Linked DNA regions of Rattus norvegicus: region 1 is linked to region 2. The links are chromatin contacts, called in public Hi-C maps. All regions are on one chromosome and are shown on one strand. Each heading gives the region's core, a stretch centred on a gene start, on an enhancer-like site or on the middle of the called end of the contact. The rest is flanking DNA. Distances are from core to core; before and after follow the strand shown. Region 1 holds the start of Nrg4 (neuregulin 4). Region 2 overlaps Nrg4 (neuregulin 4).

The links. A called contact is a pair of places that touch in the nucleus more often than the background predicts.
Region 1: a contact with region 2 is called in a Hi-C map of liver, with 1.9 times the contacts expected there. The contact joins the promoter of Nrg4 here to the enhancer-like site in region 2. A contact is called at or near these places in 2 of 12 Hi-C or Micro-C datasets (kidney and liver).

What each region holds. Positions count from the first base shown.
Region 1 is chr8:64,553,807-64,557,458 of GRCr8, forward strand. It overlaps Nrg4 (neuregulin 4), which reads right to left and starts at 1,367. Exons shown (of 7, transcript NM_001191109.3): 1 at 1,189-1,367; 2 at 289-352. The coding sequence starts at 298.
Region 2 is chr8:64,503,500-64,507,212 of GRCr8, forward strand. It overlaps Nrg4 (neuregulin 4), which reads right to left. Exons shown (of 7, transcript NM_001191109.3): 5 at 1,547-1,626. Among named protein-coding and RNA genes, the nearest start is that of Fbxo22, 29 kb to the left of the region's middle. Within about 2 kb of position 1,807, at least 3 of the 93 cell types and tissues checked have an H3K27ac peak or open chromatin away from gene starts, as enhancers often do. A contact at or near this core is called in liver, where this site is marked.

The DNA.
Region 1 (3,652 bases), core at 117-2,616, 50 kb after region 2:
TACTACCTCTTGGCTCATTTTATTCTCATTTCATTCACTTAGTGTTTGAGATGTTGATACGAGATAGAAAGCTAGAATCTGTCACTTTGTAAAAAGAAAAAAACAATAAAACATAAGTAAAAAAATTAAATAGCTTTATGTTATATAGGTCTCTCAAAGCTAAACTACTTAATGTTTTTGGAAGGCTTTGTATGGGAGACAGTATAGCTTTATATTAATATACATTTGTCATTTTCTTACTAAATAAACTCACACATAGACAGAAAGTATGAACTTACAAGAAATTACCTGTTGGCATCTTAATTTTCAAATAGTTTCATTCTTGGTGGGAGGATTAGGGTTGAAACAGCACCTAAAATAATTTAAAATTTACATTTTAGGGGAAGTTATCCTGTTTGGAGGACATTATAACGTGCCAAACGTTCTATCAGCAAATCTCTAAAATGTTGAAAATTAAACATGCATGACAGGATGTGAGCATCTTAGACACAAAGACGGTGCTGAAACCTTAACAGGTAAAACAGAAGACCGATGGTGAAAGGTTAGCATTGGGTGAGAACGGTGGCACAGCATCTTGCTTGCAAATGCACACGCTCAGCTGAGTCACCTCCACAGACATTTGTGCTTTTAAATCACGAAGCCCTCAGAAGCCTAACTTCCACCGAGAACCCGTGACCTCCCAACTTTTCAACTTGTTGAAAATGGCCATTCTACAGAAAAATCTCGAAAAGCATTGAAGCCCCTCAGCTACAGCTTTAAAACTTGTACAAGAGCACGTCCACGATTGGAAGGTAGAAGCTGTCAATCAATTGACAAATGCCCTTCTTTAAAATGGTGTCTGAGATTTGGCAGGGCAAGGCAAATGAGACATGCTTATGAGTGAAGTTTGTTGCCATTACAGAAACAAAGACATTAAACTAGAGCAGCAGATAATGCATTTAATCCTTACATTGTGACTGCAAGCTCTTGTCTTAGTACAAAGACTGTAATGAAAGTTTAATCTGCTATTTCATATAAGGACGTGCAATATTAAAAAGTCTTCCAGAAGCAACCTCTTTTACAGACAAGCAGAGAGAGAGAGACAGAGAGAGAGAGACAGAGAGACAGAGAGACAGAGACATAAGCACAATAAACGTTTAATCACTGGTTCATTTTCTCCTCCTCTTTCCCCAAATAAACAGAGCTTACCTCAACAAAAATTTATATTCCCATAAAAAAAGTAAATTTTGCTAGACATGCAGCGTTTCACAAGTTTTTGAACGCTGAGGACTTCGGCAGTGGTGACTCGAGCTTTACAACGTGTCAAAAATCTGATTCATGTCCCTTCAGTGTGGGCGAGGGCAAGGCAGACCAAGGTGTGAGCAGAGGTCACGAGCAGCCAGGGGAACCGCGCCCATACAGAGGTCAGGAGCAGCCCAGGGAACCACGCCCACACGTTTCCAAACCGCAAATGGGCAGGATTTCACTAAGAAAGGAGGGAGCTGCGGTAGGTGGCACCCCTAAAGCGCGGTCCAAGTTTCAAAGTTATGAAATAAGCCACGTTCTTTAGAGCCCTTACTAATCTCTGCACATCTTCGTAACTCATAAATGTTATGTAAGTTTGTGGAGAAAAGGCATTTTGATGTGAAACTAATGGTCAGGTGCACCACAGGGTTTAAAAAACAATTTCCTTATAGACTATGTAAAATGTACAAGTAATGACTTGAACTTACAAAACTGGACGGAGCAACGGTTGAAGCAGAGCTCAGGCCTATGGTGACCCTTACAATGGTGTAACCAGTGGATCTGATAATATAAATTCTCAGGAGAACTGTGACAAAGCCATTTGTATATGCTGCCACAGTCTCTTTGAACGTGTATGTGTGTGTGTGTGTGTGTGTGTGTGTGTGTGTGTGTGTGTGTGTGTGTGTAAGTCCTGTTATGTCTGGAAGACGCTGTCTCCTTGGAGACACTGGCTTTGTCACCTCTGGCTCTTAGGATCTTCCCACCTCCCCTTCTGAGAAGATCCCTCAGCCTCATATACACTTAGAAAAGTTAAGTTCCAAAAATCATGTTTTAAAATATTAATATGTAACTCTGTCTACATGAAGCGTGGGGTTTTTCTTTATTTAAAGTATACTAAGCATTTAGATGTTTTTATTTTCTAAAAATCACAATTCAGACATCATTATTGGGTAGAAAACTCAGAAACAAATACATTTGCTCATACACACACACACACACACACACACACACAAAACAAGTTTTGACTATAGATTTATTTTCATTATCCACATTATCTCCCACATCAAATGATATAGTCATTACACATATGCATATATACATACACACATATATAAATCACTTTAGCATACAGTATTTGAGACTGAAAATGAGATTAAAATATCCTTTATTATTTTATCTGAACTAGGAAACCATTATGCTACCAATTAATATAGGAATGAACACTAAACTTCATGTGGAGATCACATAAGCCATTCATGATGCATTTATCAAAAGACATGTTACGGTGATTCGTACTGTCTTTTATACATGAGAAATTAGAAACAGGGAGAGCCATGTGATTCCTTATTTTATTATTTAAGACAGAGTCTTTAGGGGCTGGGGATTTAGCTCAGTGGTAGAGCGCTTACCTAGTAAGCGCAAGGCCCTGGGTTCGGTCCCCAGCTCCAAAAAAAAAAAAAAAAAAAAAAAAGAACCAAAAAAAAGACAGAGTCTTTATGTGTAGCCCAGGCTTGCCTAAAATTTATAGTCCTCCTGTCTTAGCTTCCTAAATGCTGCGTTTGCAGATGTGTGCTACCCAGATACATGTGAGTCTAAATTAGAAAATAAAAAGATTTTCAAACTAGCATTTCACTGTGTGAAAGTCTAGGTATTTAAGAACAGTTTCGCCATCCCCCTGTGACCAAGTGTGCTAAGCAGTGAACGCCTTTTAAACAAACACCCACCTGCTGTTGGACACAGGATAAAAAACAGAACAAGTAACTCAATAAACTCCATCACTGGTTCATCTCTGCAGTTCAGATCTTAAATGTGCTCCCACCTAAAGTGCATGGTTGAATGGTTTGGTTCCTATCTGAAGGCACTTCTGGGAGGTGGTGGAGCTTTTTAGATGTGACCTAGTGGAGGTCGGTTACTAGGATACTGGGAGCCTGACCCATCCTGTTTTCTAGACACCTCAAGATGAAGAGTTTAGCTGCATATAGTTTGATGTGATGTTCTGTCTAGCTCAGGCCCAAAAGCAATGAAGCCAACTAGCTGTGGACCATGGCTGTGGTCCAAATGAACTTCTGTTCCTTCCCTTTACTTTCTCAGGGATTTTCCACTGTGACAGAAAGCTGACACGAAAACTCATATAAAGGAGATTTTTACTTAAAACAAGGATAATTTCATGAGGGTCAACCTAAGATACTTGCCAACTCCTATGTGTGTGTGATATTTTATTATTGAACCCAGACTTTTACTGTGTAGCCTAGGCTGTATACCACTCTATAAGCACACACACATCAAAAACAGTAATACTGGTTAACTAATAAGGAAAAGTGAGAGACTCCAAGAAGTGTTATTGTATGAGTTTATTTAGTTACTTGTTCTGTTTTTTATCCTGTGTCCAACAGCAGGTGGACGTTTGTTTAAAAGGCATTAACTGCTT
Region 2 (3,713 bases), core at 557-3,056:
TATTACTAACCTTGCAACAGCACTGAACTGCCATCTTTGTCTCATATTCTGTACTCTCCAGTATTTCTAAATGAGTTTATGGAGAATGGTTGTTGCTTCAGTGGAAGTATGGCATAAGGTCAGATATTTGAGCCTGGACTGTCATTGAAGAAAAGTTTCTACACAAATTCGATCAATGAATATAGAACTATTTGAATTTTAATTTAAAAAAAAACTTTTCATATTACTCTCTAGATTTTATTTTATTTTTTGAAACAGGGTTCCATGGAGCCCAGGCTGGCCTCATTGTAGCTGAGGATATCCTGCACTTCTGATCTTCCTGTCTGTATTTCTTCTCATGGTATTATAGGCAGGCATAACAGAGCCTGGGTTTATGTAATGCTAAGGACAGAACCAGGGCACCTTGACACGTGAGCCGCAGACCTGGCCCCTCAAGTTAGCCCTTTCTTTGGTAGTTTTTGTTCTTTAAAGGATTTGTCCATTTAACCTAAATTATGCCAGCTCTTTTCCTGTTGCCTTATCTGTAGTATTGCTAGAAATGCTACCTAATTTTGTTGTTGATATTGCTAATTCCTGTCCTGAGTAGGAGTCTAGAACCATGCCACCAAGCCCAGCATTTAAAAACGAGATTTATTTCACTTTAGTGTATGTGTGCTTGTGTGTGTGTGTGTGCATGTGTGTATGTGTGTGAGTTCATGTGTGCCATGTGTGCCCATGTGCACACATGTGTATGTTGGTTTGCACACATGAGTGTGTGTGCATGTGCATTTGTGTGTGCATGTTTGTACATGTATATGCATGTGTGTGCCCATGTGTATGCATGTGTGTGAGCACATGCATGTGTATGTGTGCACATGTATGCATGTGTGTATGCATGTGTGTGTGTGTGTACACAGATGCAACTACATACTGAGAGCAGAGGTCAACTGATGCTTCATATGGTTTGTTCATTTTTCGTTGCTTTCAACTAAGAGGAAGAGCATCCAGTGCACACTGTCTTACTTTTCCAGAAATCTTAAAACAGCTTGAAAACACTGACTTGTCTATGGTTTTCCCAGAGATTCTCTCACTCCTATCCTAAGGTAATTCTCTGCCCCAGCCTCCCAGCATAGCTCATGCCAGAATGGCTCTAGAACACTGTTCCTCAGATCTGCTGTAGCACATTACAGCTGAGGGGATCACTTCACGTGCTGAAATTCATATAATGTCACATTTATTTTGTGAAAAAATATTACTTTTGTCACACTGCTAATAAAAAGCTAATCTGCCGGGCGGTGGTGCCCCATGCCTTTAATCCCAGCATTCAGGAGGTGGAGGTAAGCAGGTCTCTAAGGCCAGCCTGGTCTACAGAGTGGGCTCAGCCAGGGTACACAGAGAAACCCTGTCTTAAAAAGCAAACAAATAGGGAAAAGAGAAAAGGAAAAAGAAAAGTATTCTCATGTGAAAAATAACAACAAGCCCGAAATTGAGGGGAAGTTTTAGTCTCCCTTCTTTGATGGCCGAGAGCACAAGTCTGTACACAACAGCCCATTTGGACTTTACTCACTGTGGCGGGCACTGGTATTGCCTGTCTCCACCAGGCTGATCTCACACTGGACTGAACTGGCTCTCTGAAGGTGGCCCTTCCTGGCATCAAAGAGAAGAGAAATACAAATGAGAAGTGGGTAACTCGAAAGCATGTCAGGAGAGTCCGAAAGAGAATTAGCCTGGAATATTTGGAAGCACATTCTCTCTTTAGAGCTACCTAACAGTGGAGAACTGCCCTAGCGTTGTACCCCTCCCCCACCTTAGCCAACCTGCCCGCAGAGGTGGCGGTGGCACTGTGGGTGCTGCTGAGCTGAGCCTACAAGTGTGACATTGATACTGAGCCATAGGGCGGTGTATCTGTAAAGAGATAACTCCCGCCATTGTGGACCCATTTGTGTAATATGGGATGGCCTTAGTGAACAACTTTAATTCACGACAATAGAAAAATCATTTTGAACCTAAACTTCATCAGCCTTGGGTTGTCTGATTATAACCTTATCCAGGCTATAATTTGTGGCCATGTGAATTTTAAAGACTGTTCTAAATATTAAAATGAAAATCAAAATGTACAAAGTTTCTTTATTTTTTCAATATTTCAACCCCAACGTATTATGTTAGTGAAAACGAATCAACGTCATGTAGCCGTGCCAAAATGGCATTTTTCAAAAGCACCCGGACCTTTAGTCCTAAAATGCCAATTTCAGATGAAGTTTTAGCACTGGGGGTGGGGGACACTTTGGGCCTCATCATTCAGGTAGAATCATCTCCTGAGTTACAGAAAGCCCAAGGCTGCAGGTCGAAGCACTCTCAACCACCAATCGGTCAGAACGGATAGAGAACTATTTGTTTTTGTTTATTAAACATTCTTTTCTTTTTAAAAATATTATTATGATTATTATTATTTAATCTTTTTTTTACAACCCAGTCATTATTCCCCTTCCAGTCCACCCTCCAACTGTTTCTCATCCCATATCTTCCCCCCATCCAGTCTCCAAGAGGATGTCCTCGCCCCACCCCATCCCATCCCCACCCCACCAGGCCACACCATTCCCTGGGGCCTCAAGTCTCTCTAGTATTAGGGCTGTCTTCTCTCACTAAGGCCAGACCAGGCAATCCTCTGCTGTATATGTGTTGGGGGCTTCAGACCAGAGCTCCTGTATGCTGCCTGGTTGGTGGTTTAGTGTCTGAGAGATCTCAGGGGTCCAGGTCAGTTGAGACTGCTGGTCTTCCTATGGGGTCGCCCTCCTCCTCAGCTTCCTCCAGCCTTTCCCTAATTCAACCACAGGGGTCCCTGGCTTCTGACTATTGGCTGGGTGTAAGTATCTGCATCTGACTCTTTCAGCTGCTTGTGGGGCCTCTGTAGGAGGGCAGCCATGCTAGGCTCCTGTTTCCTCCCTCTCTGCCAGTGCAAGCACGCGTGTGTGATTAGCACATTTGCTGGTTTAGCGGTCTGAGGAAGTTGTCTTCCTCTATTATTTCCTGCCTTTTTCCCTTGAGACAGGCAGCGTCATTTGAAACAACGCTCACCATTTCAGCTAGGCTAGCCGGCTGGTGAGCTGGTTCCCACCTGTCTCCACCCCAGTCCCAAACACTGGCGGTTCACGCACATGCAGTAATGCCTAGCTTTTATATGGGTGCTGGAGATTCAAACTCACAACCTTGTGCTTGCAGAGCAAGTACTCACTAAGCCAGCTTTCCAGCCACCCCCACCCCTTTCATTTTTTTGGAGACAGTCTCATTTTGTGTCCCAGGCAGGTCTAGAATTTGGTCATCTTCCTGTGTACTTCTCCCAAGTTCTGGAATCACAGATACCTCACCACCCCCACAAGGGCTGGGGTCACAGGCATACACTACATGCCTGGCTTAGTTTCACTCTTAGAGGAATATTACTAAGCCCAGAAACACCATACGAAGTTAGTAGACAATAGCACGCAGCCTTTGTCTAGCTCTCATGGGCAATAATGGTCAGATTGATTCTGCCGGTGTGGTGAGGACATGTGTTACATCTGCTCAAGCTGTCATTAAGAATGCAAGAAGGATCTAAGAAGACGGCTCACTTGGTAAAGTGCCCGCCTCGAGAGCATGAGGAGACCCTGAGTCAGGCCCCCAGAACCGTGTCTTTAAGTGTGTGTGGTGGCGTATCCTTGTGATTGAGCACTGAAGAGGCAGACACAGGCAGATCCCTG